2 separate regions of the Mus musculus genome follow, and region 2 is linked to region 1. Evidence: chromatin contacts called from public HiChIP or PLAC-seq data. All regions are on one chromosome and are shown on one strand. Each heading gives the region's core, a stretch centred on a gene start, on an enhancer-like site or on the middle of the called end of the contact. The rest is flanking DNA. Distances are from core to core; before and after follow the strand shown. Region 1 holds the start of Dnaja4 (DnaJ heat shock protein family (Hsp40) member A4). Region 2 has its middle 38 kb from the start of Crabp1.

Evidence for each region. HiChIP or PLAC-seq counts read pairs in DNA pulled down with a chosen protein or histone mark.
Region 2: a contact with region 1 is called in an HNF4G HiChIP or PLAC-seq map of pancreatic cancer cells. The contact joins the enhancer-like site here to the promoter of Dnaja4 in region 1. A contact is called at or near these places in 2 of 39 promoter capture datasets (embryonic stem cells and stem cell-derived epiblast-like cells), 1 of 484 Hi-C or Micro-C datasets (nephron progenitors), 3 of 115 datasets of contacts at active chromatin or transcription factors (embryonic stem cells and pancreatic cancer cells) and 3 of 9 other capture datasets (adipose tissue, embryonic stem cells and pancreatic islet).

What each region holds. Positions count from the first base shown.
Region 1 is chr9:54,698,134-54,700,833 of GRCm38.p6, reverse strand. It overlaps Dnaja4 (DnaJ heat shock protein family (Hsp40) member A4), which reads right to left and starts at 1,275. Exons shown (of 7, transcript NM_021422.4): 1 at 974-1,275. The coding sequence starts at 1,105. It overlaps Gm46113 (a long non-coding RNA gene), which reads left to right and starts at 2,114. Exons shown (of 2, transcript XR_001779175.2): 1 at 2,114-2,700.
Region 2 is chr9:54,801,764-54,804,463 of GRCm38.p6, reverse strand. No RefSeq gene overlaps it. Among named protein-coding and RNA genes, the nearest start is that of Crabp1, 38 kb to the right of the region's middle. Within about 2 kb of position 1,378, at least 106 of the 459 cell types and tissues checked have an H3K27ac peak or open chromatin away from gene starts, as enhancers often do. A contact at or near this core is called in embryonic stem cells and pancreatic cancer cells, where this site is marked.

The DNA of each region.
Region 1 (2,700 bases), core at 26-2,525:
ATCAGCGGCTCCAAAAGTGATCCAGGTGTGACTGCTATGCGCTCCCACCATGGCGCTGGCTCCCCAGATTCATCTGGGGCAGCCAAAGTGGGTTTTTTGTTTGGTTTCCTTGGGGGTTTGTTTTGTTTTCTTAAACGACAAGAAGTGAAACAGACTAGCTAGCCAACTCTCCTTGCAATGGCTGGTACTTTGAGTCTCCTATTCAGGTGGGCCATTTCCGCTTTGGGAACAAAATGAAGAATGCCTTATTTCTGTAAACAGGATGGAAAAGGTTCAAATTAGGACACCAGTTGCAGAGCACTTCAGCCTATTATCTGTCAGTACTTATGGTCAACCGTGGGTCATTTGTCACAGGAAACCTGGAGTTCTCACTATAAGCAGATGTGTCGGGTTACAGACTTCTGCACCCCTGATTAATAACGACAAAAAAAGTGATGATTCCGTGTCTGAAAACTGTATCAGGCAGGAGGTGGCCCTCACAGATCATATCCACTCAGTCCCTCTCAAGAGGGACGCTGGGTTTGTCTAAGGTACAAGTCAGATCACAGGAACTCATCCCTAGGGCTTATGCAACACGCGGAACAGAAACACAATATTTCGCTGCCGGGGGGGGTCCCCAACAAGCACATAGCTTCTGTTCACCGGTGCCAGGGTTTCTGGTTTGCCGGTGTCTTCTCCCACAGGAATGCCAGGGCTGCCTCAGAGAGCTGTGCTCCCAGAGGTCAGCACGGATCCCCGTCAGGGTCCTCACAGCCCGGAAGCAGGGGCTCCAGAAACACTTGTAGAGCGAACGAAGGTGCGGATGGCTGCTGGCACTGGCGCCCCGCACCTAGCCTTGCTAGGTGCCCCCGACTGACTGCGCCCCGCGGCCTCCCTCGGGCTGGCGCGGCTCCTGGAGAGAGCCTCTGCGTCGCCTTCAATAATTCACAGCCCGGGTCCTCCCGTAACCCCGACACCCCGCGGGGCCCCGCACCTTCTCGCCCTCATCCGGGTTCTTGTCCGGGTGGTACTTGAGCGCCAGCTTCCGATAGGCCTTCTTGATCTCCTCCGGGGACGCGCTGGGCTTCACCCCCAGGATGTCATAGTACTGGGTCTCCTTCACCATCTTGTCTCTGCGGGGTGGGGCGGACGAAGCGGGTCAGCGCGCCCCCGACGCCCCCGGCCCGTGCCCCCGACGCCGGCCTGCGCGTCACCGTCTCGGTCGCGGCCGCTTCCCGGGGCTCCGTCCCGAGCGTGAGCCCGGGACCCAGTTGCGCTCCCGGCACCGCCGCACTCGAGCCGCCGGTACCTCCGCCGCCGGCTTTTATTCGGCGCCGGCGGAAGGTTCCGCCAGGAGGCGTGACGCCACATAGGCCCAGAACGTTCGCGGAGGTTCCGGCGGCTCCGGGGCTCGGTCCTCCGGCCGGGCGCGCGCGCTCACCCGTTCTCTTCTGAAGTCTGCTCCTCTGGCTGGCCGTCCGACTCCCCGGAGCTCCAGTTCTGACTGCCGCCACGGGCCATGTTGGGGTGCTCGGGGGTGGGGGGCTTCGGCGTGGAGGTTTCGGGCTTCGTGGTGGAAGTCGTTCGCTGCCGATTGTCACGCCGCCCCGAGGCCGTCCCCTTGCCCTTGCGTGGGTCCGCGGGGTTGGGTCGCTCTGGGATCCGATGGCCTGCAGGAGGGCCTCGTGTGCGCGAACCCTGGGCAGAGGAGAGCTTGGACTGGGAGGTCAGCGGACGCGCGGACCCCACCCGGCCTCTGCCTCGGGGTGTGGCCCCCTTCTGTTCGGTCACTGCGGGGGTGTGCTCTGGGGTCTGCCTTGGATTGTTGCATTTTGGGGGGTGTTGGAGTGAATGGCTGCCTTCTGTGGTGGCGTCGAGATCCTGCGGTGGCTGGTTCCCCCTAGGCATCTTGAAGGCTGGGTGACCATTAGCCTTTGAAGATGTGAACAGTGGCCTTTAGGTGGCCTGAGTTTGGACACTGGCCTCTCTATTGCCCACAGCTGGAAACCTCATAAGTACCCCAAGGGTGAGGAGTGACGTTTCCCAGCTGTGAGCAGTGATGACGTCTATCACCTGTGAACAGTGACATTATTTCCAAGTCTTTCAAGGATGAGCAGTGATCTCTCTTTTTTTTCAGGAGTGGGAATCCCCACCCCACCCCCACCCCCATACACACACATATCAATGCACAAATGGGCCAAGGCAGAGCCATCGAACCAGTATTGCAGCTCTACCGGGCACTGAAGCCTACAAGACCAGGCGGTCCAATCTTCTACTTCTCTAGGCTGCTTTCAACGGATGCCACGATTAAGACTACTCAAAACATGTGGGTGTGGACTTGCTGCTGCAGCGCTATCAGAATACTGCAGACCCTTCTGGCCTACTTAGGCTTCTCGTGGTGCAACACTTTATCCAGGAGAGGAAGCCACCCTGGCCAGCTCCCTGGAGTCCACTGGCCTGGGTTTTGATCTGGTGGCTGAAGCTCCTCTTTCATGCGCGCAATAGGGATACAAACGACTTAATACCCATGAGAAATTAAGCCAAGCCGCTAGCTTCTTTTCCGGGGAACATGAGAATCCACTTTCTGGATCTTGCTCCTATAGAACAGTCACTTTTGGGCAGATTCAGGACAGGAGGTCAGGAATTTGTGACTCCATTTTCCTGTGTCTTCTCTACACAAATCTCTGCCGTCGGGCTTATTTCTCCACTTCTGGGACATGA
Region 2 (2,700 bases), core at 129-2,628, 100 kb before region 1:
ACAGCCACCAGCCATGTGCTGAGTCCTCGGTAAGGGTTGTAATTCAGTACTTGACAAAGCAGCTGACATCTTAGTTTTGACCTCCAACAATCCCTCTGCCTTGGCTCTCCCCTGAGTCTACCAGCCCAAAGATTATCCCCTTACAGCTTGAGTGGAGGAATGGCACAGCAAAGCCCCTGGAGTCTTGGGTGCACTGGTTGAGGTGAGGGTGAGTGGGAGTGGGCTCTCAGTTCCTCGGAGAGAAAAGTTATTGGCTGGGAGGTAGGAAAGGAGACTGGGAGCTATGAAGTCCAGGCCAGTGGCAGGAGGTCAGCCAAGCCTTATCCAAGCTCCTTTGGTACAGCTTGATAGTGCCACCTTTGTGTCCTATGTGATCAAGAATGACATGGTGTGGCCCCTGTGTCCTGGGGCCTCAGAAAGACAAGTCACTGGTTTGCGGAAAGGACCTGTGCTGCTGCTGGGTGGAGGAGAGAATCTTTATGGTATATAACACTGCTTCATGTGTGTGTGTGTGTGTGAATGTATATGAGTGTGTGTGTGAGAGAGAATGTGTGTGTGATATGTTTGTGAGAGAGTGTGTGCATGTATGTGTATGTATGTATGTGAGAGTGTGTTTGTGTGTGAATGTGTATGTGTGAGAGAATGTGTGTGTGATATGTGTGTGAATGTGTGTGTGTGTGTATATGTATGTGAGAGTGTGTTTGTTTGTGTGTGAATGTGTGTGCGCGCATGGGTGTCTGTGTATGTGTGTTGGCTAGTGGAGGACATCAGGTGTCCTTCTCTATCACTCTCTACTTTATTCCCTCGAGACTGGGTCTCTCACTGAACCCAGAACTGGCTGATTAGCTCTGTTGGCAGGCAGCAAGTTGCAGATGTCTCTGGCTCTGCCCTTTGCAGTGCTGGGGCCACAGGCATGTGCAGCCACATCCTGGCTTTTTAGGTTTTTTTTTTTCTGGGGATTCAGGCACTTACTTATATAGTAAGTGCTCTTACTCACTGGGCCATCTCCCAGGCCTAGTGAGAAGCACGGCTGGGTATGCAGTCACCCCATGCCCATTTCCTTCACAGCCCTTCCAGGAGTTCAGCACAATTCAGGAAGACATCAGATTAACCAATATCACATTCCTCCCACCTCCCAGAATGGGGACACCCCTCCCCCCCGAAACTGAGTCCATTTAGGATTATTGACAAGTGTGTAGACTTAGATTCTCCCAACAGGATGATTGCTCAATACTAAAGAATTAGTGCCATTGTTCCCTCTTTAGTCACTACTGTGAGGTCACCAAACTGCCACACCCAGACAGAACAAAGATGTGCAGGAATGGCTAAAAGGGGGTTCCACCTCCCTTAGCCTGAGGCTGGACACTCCCCTCTGACCCCTCCAAGGCTCCTTGGATTGGCTGCCGATCAATCACCCCACTCCTCCATCCTGCTAGGCCTGCCAGTCTAGCCTCATCTGGAAAGAATAAAAGCAGAAAAGACAAGACCATGGTCCCCCTAATGCAAACCATTTGTGCAGTCAGCAGCAAATGGATGTGATTCACAGAGATGTGGCAGGAAAAAGGCAGATTGGGCTCATTCTCCCCTGGGCATCCTTAAACTTTCTGGAAGCTGGTTCTCGGCTGCTCTCCATTCCTCGCAGCTGGACTGTGTATACATTGAGAGGTTGGTGGTTTGTAGAAATTCCAACTGGATAAGTTAGACACTGCCTTAATTTCTTATAGGCCATGGCCCAAGATGCAATAATAGACCTGACACACCCAAGAATATTGACAAGAAACTCAATAGTTATCCCGTTGGGTGAATCATAAGCTCCTTGAGGTTGGAAGCATATATAATTGGCTTGGCATTTATCATCCAGCACACAGTTTTAGCTTCACCCCTTTCTAGGCTCTCTTCTCACCACAGGCCACCTAATTCCATCATTTAGACTGACCCCCCTTTCTGGCCCTGGCTGCTGAATACTCTCTTGCCTCAGAGCCTCTGCATGTGCTGTTTCTAGAGCCTAGATTGTTGCCCCTCTTCTATCTGCCTAATGCACCCCATTACTTCTGAGTGCTCAACTTAGACATGCTATGTTCAGGGAAGTCAGGTCCTCTGCTGCAAATTTTCACTATGTCCTGCTGTTGAACCTGCTGTTGTCACTGTGCACTGTCTCATGTGATTCACTGACTAGTATCTGTCTTCCTGTCCACACAGTCTGCTTAGTAAGGACAAGAACTAGGTCAACATATGACCACTGGTATCTTGAAAATATGGAAGGGTTACATCAACATTTATTGAACACCAGGTACACACACACACACACACACACACACAGAGAGAGAGAGAGAGAGAGAGAGAGAGAGAGAGAGAATCTCTCTTATTACATAAAAGTAAACTGAGACCCTAAAGTGGCCAGGAGACCGAGCTCAAGGTGGGAGACTTTGGGACCAGAGGGAGACTTTGACTTCGGCTCCTCCAAGTCTCGTATCTCAGTGTTCTTTCCATCTGAATTACAGCTGTGGATCCAGGGATTGGCTGGAGTTCGTGCTGACTCAGTGTGAGAGACAGGGTCATCTCTGTATGTCAGTGAGGCCAGAGGCTTGCTGTTCCCACGTGAATCAGTAGAGCCCTTACCTGGAGTCAGTCCCGGTGGCAGCTTCTTGCTGCTTCACTTGGGGCCAGCAGCTATCCACCTGACAGCAGCTGCTCTAATCC